Regions from separate parts of the Hordeum vulgare genome. Here region 1 is linked to region 2. A link is a contact called in public Hi-C data. All regions are on one chromosome and are shown on one strand. Each heading gives the region's core, a stretch centred on a gene start, on an enhancer-like site or on the middle of the called end of the contact. The rest is flanking DNA. Distances are from core to core; before and after follow the strand shown. Region 1 has its middle 14 kb from the start of LOC123405586. Region 2 holds the start of LOC123401959.

What was found. Hi-C and Micro-C count contacts between places; a contact is called where the count stands out from the background.
Region 1: a Hi-C map of leaf shows a contact between it and region 2, with 3 times the contacts expected there. The contact joins the enhancer-like site here to the promoter of LOC123401959 in region 2. A contact is called at or near these places in 2 of 6 Hi-C or Micro-C datasets (leaf and seedling).

Annotation. Positions count from the first base shown.
Region 1 is chr6H:449,262,235-449,265,744 of MorexV3_pseudomolecules_assembly, reverse strand. No RefSeq gene overlaps it. Among protein-coding and RNA genes, the nearest start is that of LOC123405586, 14 kb to the right of the region's middle. Within about 2 kb of position 1,519, at least 2 of the 3 cell types and tissues checked have open chromatin away from gene starts, as enhancers often do. A contact at or near this core is called in leaf, where this site is marked.
Region 2 is chr6H:448,975,544-448,979,288 of MorexV3_pseudomolecules_assembly, reverse strand. It overlaps LOC123401959, which reads left to right and starts at 2,464. Exons shown (of 1, transcript XM_045095824.1): 1 at 2,464-3,745. The coding sequence starts at 3,144.

The sequences.
Region 1 (3,510 bases), core at 270-2,769, 290 kb before region 2:
TTTAATTGCATGAACATTAATTTTTCATGCGGCAAAGTTTTTGAAAATTTCAGTTAGTATTTTTTTGAAATATGTATACTTGGATTTTTAGACTTATAAAAAATAAGAAAGTAAGATTGACACATAAAGAACGGGTGAATCTAATGAACGAATGAAACTAAATAAAAGTAAAACTACTGCGTTGGCCCACTACACGCTGTGCTTAAGGCAAGGCGCAAGTCGGTTTTACAGGAAGCGAGGCATAGACTTGGAGGTTCCAACGGGAGCTCCTACCCGCCGTATCTTGCAACGCACAGGGGCTCACCCAACTGGGTCGACCCAGCTTATTTTTTTATTGTTTCAAAAAAATAGAATATACTTTTCTTTTACTTTTATTTTCTGCTTATTTATATTCTTTATTTCTTTTTTAGTTCGCTTTCTTTACTTTTTCCAATATTTTTCGTATTTGAAGCAAAAAAATAAATTTCCAATTTGAAGAACATTTTTTGAATTCATGAACTAAGTTTGAAAACTGATATTTTTTCTAAATTTGTAACATTTTTTAAAAGCAAGAACATTCGAAATTTAGGAAATCTTTTAAAGCATGAATAGTTTTTGAATCCTGAGAATAAAATTTTAAACCTAGAACAATTTTGAAAAAACATGAACAAATTTGGGAGTGCGAACAATTTTTTAACGCATAAGCATTTTTTCAATCTTGAGAACCAAATTTTGAAAAGGGGACAATTTTGAAAACCTCGAAAAATTTGAAAGGGCGAACAAATTTTTTGAATCTTGAGAACAAATTTTGATACCAAGAACAATTTCCAAAAATGCTGAACAAATTTGGTACCGCGAGGAAGTTTTGAAAGCATGAATTTTTTTTGAATCTTGAGAACAAAAATTTGAAACGAAGAACATTTTTGTAAAAAAGAACTAATCTGGAAGCGCGAATAATTTTTTAAAGCACCAATATTTTTTGAATCTTGAGAAATAATTTTTAAGCCGAGAACAATTTTGAAAATTTCTGAACATATTTGGAAGCGCGGACGATTTTTTAAAGAACGACATTTTTTAATCTTGAGAATAAAATTATGAAATGAAGAACAATTTGAAAAAAAAAATGAATTTTTTTGGAAGCGCGAACAATTGTTTAAAGCACGAACATTTTTTGAATCTTAAAAACTAATTTTGAAACCGAGAATAAATTTGAAACTTAAGAATAAATTTTGAAACTGAAAAGAATTTGTTGGAAAATACAGAACATTTTTATAAAATGAAGAACATTTTTTAAAAATCCAGAACATTTATTGAAACAGAAACATAAAAGAAAAAAGAAAAAAGAAAAATCTGGATGAAGAAAACTTCTAGAAGTTTCACAAAACCGAAAAAAAAATGAAAATTCCTAAATTTGAGACTGTGCAACCCGTCAAATAGGCCAGCCTATTTAAAATCGGTACCTTCCCCGCACTGTGTGAAGCGCCGGCACCACTTCCTATAGAGCGACGAATGGGATATTCCACAGGTCTCGCTCCTAGTTGGCTCCTGTTGGCGCTTCAGGCGCCAACTAAGAAATCTGGCGCTCACAGCCACCAAATGAGTGGCTGGCCCATACGGCGAGCGCCCGTCCCACTGGCCGCTCGCTCGCTCCTAGTTTTTTTTATAACACACCACTTTATAGATTATGGCAAAATGTTCATACAAATTCATTTCCGGATGCATTCGGAAGCCACACCACGCCAAACACGATACCCTAGCTGATTACAAGATCTAGCAAACAAATGTGCAGAAACATTTTGCTCTCGGCGCACATGAAATAAAGAACAACTACTGAAAGAAGCTCTAATATGCTTGATGTCTTGAATCACAGGACTACAAGGAGATCGATCCATGACCAAAGAATTTATACGTTGAATCACAGTCAAACAATCTGAAGCAAGAACAATCTCCTGGATACCTTCATCCAAAGCAAATAGCAAGCCTCTCTTGATAGCAATTGCCTCTACCAACTCAGGATTGTAAACGTCAGGCACACCAATACCGTAGGAAACAATACAAGCTCCCAACTGATCTCGCATCACTACACATGCCCCCATGCTCCTGGTATTGGAAAAGAGAGCAGCGTCCACATTAATCATCACTTTACCTGCCGGCGGCGGAACCCAAGATGCTATTGAAAAAGGTTCACGCCTATGGTTAGGTCTGTTAATGAACAAGTGCTCCACAATCATATCAACATAAGCTTTGATTTTGAGAGCAAGACTAGACGGGTGCTGGTGAATATTTTCTTCTCTGAGTTTGTTACGAGCATCCCAAATATGCCAACATGTGACTGCTAAAACAGTAGCTGCAAGGTCATCGCATCGATCCAGGAAATCAAAAATCCATGATTTGCAATTTGTAAATCCATTCCGACAAAGATGCACATCGAAATAACCTTTGATATCAGACCAAACAGCTTGTGCATATGGGCAAAAAAGCAAAGCATGTTCAATACGCTCCTCAACAGAACAATGAACACAAACCTTAGATGCAGGAATATCTCTCCCATGAAGCTGCATCCCAGATGAGAGGCAATCATGAGAAAACCTCCATAGAGTAATTATCATTTTCCCCGGTGCCTTGATCGCCCAGAGTTTGTTCCATGAACTGGTTTCACAATGGAGATTAGAGGACATACCACGGCCTGTGATACTATGGGATGAATAAACCTTTGTCATTCTAGCCAAGTGATATGTTGAACGGACCGAAAATGTACCAGACCGAGTATGAGGCCAGGAAACAAAATCACTGTCACCAAAACGACTGATAGGAAGTTGAAGCACTTGTTCCGCCACAGCAGCATCGAAAATTGACCTAACTAGCTGTTCGTTCCAATGCAAACCATCTTCAGCAAAAAGAGAACTAACCTTCTGGCCGGCCGAAAGAGGAGAAAGCAAATGCAAGACCTGAGAATTCACTCCCGGGATCCAATTATCCTCTTGAATCTTGATTGTAGAACCATTTCCCACACCCCAACGGATTCCAGATTTAACCAACTCCATACCATGAAGAATACTCCGCCATGTGTAGGAAGCAGATCGTGGACATTTTGCATCCCAGAAATCAGTGTTTGGGAAATAACGGCCTTTAAGAACCCTCGCACACAGAGAATCTGGATCTGTAAGTAAACGCCAACATTGTTTGCCCAACATTGCTTGATTAAACATGCACATATCTCTGAACCCCATTCCACCCATAGACTTCGGACATGTCAACCAATCCCAAGATTTCCAATGCATTTTCCTTTTACCATCAGCAAACCCCCACCACTGATCAGAGATAGTTCTCCTCATTTGCTCACATGTACCAACAGGTAAACGGAAACAACTCATCACAAATGTAGGAATTGCCTGAACCACAGACTTTAATAAGATCTCCACTCCCTTTCTAGATAAAGGTCGAACAGACATACCATTGATGCGCTTCCACATACGATCATACAAATATCTGAAAGTCATTGTAGGTGATCGCCCAACCTCAGTTGGCATA
Region 2 (3,745 bases), core at 1,215-3,714:
AAGTGTTTAGAAATATGTATGAGTTTGTCTCTTTATGTCTCTATTTTTGCCTACAACTAGGTATAAAATTGACACCATCCTAAATACAACTTTAATCCGGCCAAATTCAAAAAACAGGGGAATAGAACCAGGGTGACAACTGTTGGAATTATGCCCTAGAGGCAATAATAAATATAGTTATTATTATAATTCCTGTATCAAGATAATCGTTTATTATCCATGCTATAATTGCATTGAATGAAGACTCATTTACATGTGTGGATACATAGACAAAACACCGTCCCTAGCAAGCCTCTAGTTGGCTAGCCAGTTGATCAAAGATAGTCAGTGTCTTCTGATTATGAACAAGGTGTTGTTGCTTGATAACTGGATCACGTCATTAGGAGAATCACGTGATGGACTAGACCCAAACTAATAGACGTAGCATGTTGATCGTGTCATTTTGTTGATACTGTTTTCTGCGTGTCAAGTATTTATTCCTATGACCATGAGATCATATATCTCACTGACACCGGAGGAATGCTTTGTGTGTATCAAACGTCGCAACGTAACTGAGTGACTATAAAGATGCTCTACAGGTATCTCCGAAGGTGTTAGTTGAGTTAGTATGGATCAAGACTGGGATTTGTCACTCCGTGTGAACGGAGAGGTATCTCGGGGCCCACTCGGTAATACAACATCACACACAAGCCTTGCAAGCAATGTGACTTAGTGTAAGTTGCGGGATCTTGTATTACGGAACGAGTAAAGAGACTTGCCGGTAAACGAGATTGAAATAGGTATACGGATACTGACGATCGAATCTCGGGCAAGTAACATACCGAAGGACAAAGGGAATGACATACGAGATTATATGAATCCTTGGCACTGAGGTTCAAACGATAAGATCTTCGTAGAATATGTAGGATCCAATATGGGCATCCAGGTCCCGCTATTGGATATTGACCGAGGAGTCTCTCGGGTCATGTCTACATAGTTCTCGAACCCGCAGGGTCTGCACACTTAAGGTTCGACGTTGTTTTATGCGTATTTGAGTTATATGGTTGGTTACCGAATGTTGTTCGGAGTCCTGGATGAGATCACGGACGTCACGAGGGTTTCCGGAATAGTCCGGAAACGAAGATTGATATATAGGATGACCTCATTTGATTACCGGAAGGTTTTCGGAGTTACCGGGAATGTACCGGGAATGACGAATGGGTTCCGGGAGTTCACCGGGGAGGGGGGGGCAACCCACCCCGGGGAAGCCCATAGGCCTTGAGGGTGGCACACCAGCCCTTAGTGGGCTGGTGGGACAGCCCAAAAGGGCTTTATGCACCAAGAAGAGAAAATCAAGAGAAAAGAAAAAAACAGGAGGAGGTGGGAAGGAAGGGGGACTCCCTCCCACCAAACCAAGTCCAACTCGGTTTGGGGGGGGGAGTCCTCCCCCCTTGGACTCGGCCGACCCCTTTGGGGCTCCTTGAGCCCCAAGGCAAGGTCCCCTCCCTCCCACCTATATATATGGAGGTTTTAGGGCTGATTTGAGACGACTTTTTCACGGCAGCCCGACCACATACCTCCATGGTTTTTCCTCTAGATCGCGTTTCTGCGGAGCTCAGGCGGAGCCCTGCTGAGACAAGGTCATCACCAACCTCCGGAGCGCCGTCACGCTGCCGGAGAACTCTTCTACCTCTCCGTCTCTTTTGCTGGATCAAGAAGGCCGAGATCATCGTCGAGCTGTACGTGTGCTGAACGCGGAGGTGCCGTCCGTTCGGTACTAGATCGTGGGACTGATCGCGGGATTGTTCGCGGGGCGGATCGAGGGACGTGAGGACGTTCCACTACATCAACCGCGTTCACTAACGCTTCTGCTGTACGATCTACAAGGGTACGTAGATCACTCATCCCCTCTCGTAGATGGACATCACCATGATAGGTCTTCGTGCGCGCAGGAAATTTTTTGTTTCCCATGCGACGTTCCCCAACAACAACATGATAGGGGAACGAGAGACTTCTAGTCATGGCAGTTGTCATCGATCCACGAATCAAGGGATGAATCAAGACGCCTCTCTCTTCAAGGGAGATACAGGAACAAAGCATCGTATGAAGGAGAGCGGATAGTACTTCCGATTGTGGCAGTTAGCATCAATGCATCAATGCGTGGAAGGAGGGAAGAAACACGAAAACACGACACATTCCCCTCCCAATATAGGGAAACAAACTATATAGTTTTGAGGAGAGTCGATAATACTTTTGGTCATGGCGGTTGGCGTCGATGCACGGATCGAGGGAAGAATCATTCTCTTGCGGGGAGATACAGTCAAATGAGATTCGTTTCGCGAAGAGTGAATACTACTTATGTCGTGGCAATTGTCGTGAATGCACATATTGCGGGAGGAAGCGCGGCGCATTCCCCCCCCCCCACCCCAGATAGGAAAATGTATCTCAGTTACAAGGAGAGACGACAATACTTTCGATCGTGACAGATGGCGTCGACGCACGGCTAAAAAAACGCAAAGAGGGACATTTTTCTCAGATAGAAAAACAGACCTCAATTTCACGAAAAGCGGATAGCAAGGAATTGGTTCGGAGAGCAATTGGTGGGTGGGGTGTTAGTTTTTGTTGTCCCCCCTATCATCATAACTATTGGGGAAGTGGAGTGTGGATATGCCAAAGCCAAAACACAACTTTACTCGGCACATGCGTTATTCTCACTGTGCGAGGAAACCGGGAACGGGAGCCGGGTCCAAGGCCAAAATGCAAATCTACTCAAACAGGAACGCAAACCAATCGAATCGAATCGTCCAAGACGCGGTCAATTGCATTGCCTTGCCCGCGGGTATCATTGTCGATCCATCGCCCCTCTCCCGTCCGCGCCTCCATCTTTCTTCTCCTCCTTCTCTTCGTCCCCGAACCTTATTTATGCCCCCGGCGGCCGCGGCCGCGGCCTCCCTCCCCTGACGGACGGAGAAAAGATCCCGAGCACCTGCACCACCACCAGCACCACCTCCGCCGACCAACTTCCCATTTCGAAGAAGCCCACCCGAGCCTAAACAAACCGAAAAGGAAAGAAGGAAAGGCGGGCGGCAGGTGCGTGCGTCGGCGTCGGCCGCGAGAATTTAGCACCCGCCGCGCCCGTGCCGAGGGAGATGAGATGAGATGAGATGGGCATGAGGTGCTGCAAGAGGCACCCGTCGCAGGCCGGCGGCGGCGTCTGCGCCACGTGCCTGCGGGACCGCCTGCTCGTGCTCGCCGCCGCGCAGAACGACGCCTCGTCGCCGTCCACTCCTCCGCCCGCCGCTCACCCTCCGGCCGCGGCCCCGGCCCCGGCGTTCCCAAGGTCCGTGTCGCCCTACGTGTCCCGCAGGAAGTCCGACTCCTCGGGCGGCGCGCTCAGGCACCACCACCCGAGCCTGCTCTTCTTCCGGACGCCGCAGGTCGGCCCAGCCTACGGCGGCAGCGCCCCGCTCGAGGAAGGCGACATCGGGTACCACAAGCCGCGCGCCGGCAAGTTCTCCCTGCTCTCCACGCTCTTCGGGAACCACCACCACCGCCACCACGGGTCGGAGGACAAGGACACAGCCAAGGAGCGCAAGAAGAGCCGTTCTTGGCTCGTCGGGATCATCCCGCGCCGTCGCAAAAAACAGGTACCGGCCGACGCCGTGCTACCCGCGTCGCCGCCGCCCAGGCGCTCCTGCCGCGTGGTCAGCAACCGGGGGCTGTCGCCGGAGAGGGGCAGTCAGGGCAGCGGCGAGGAGAGCAGCTC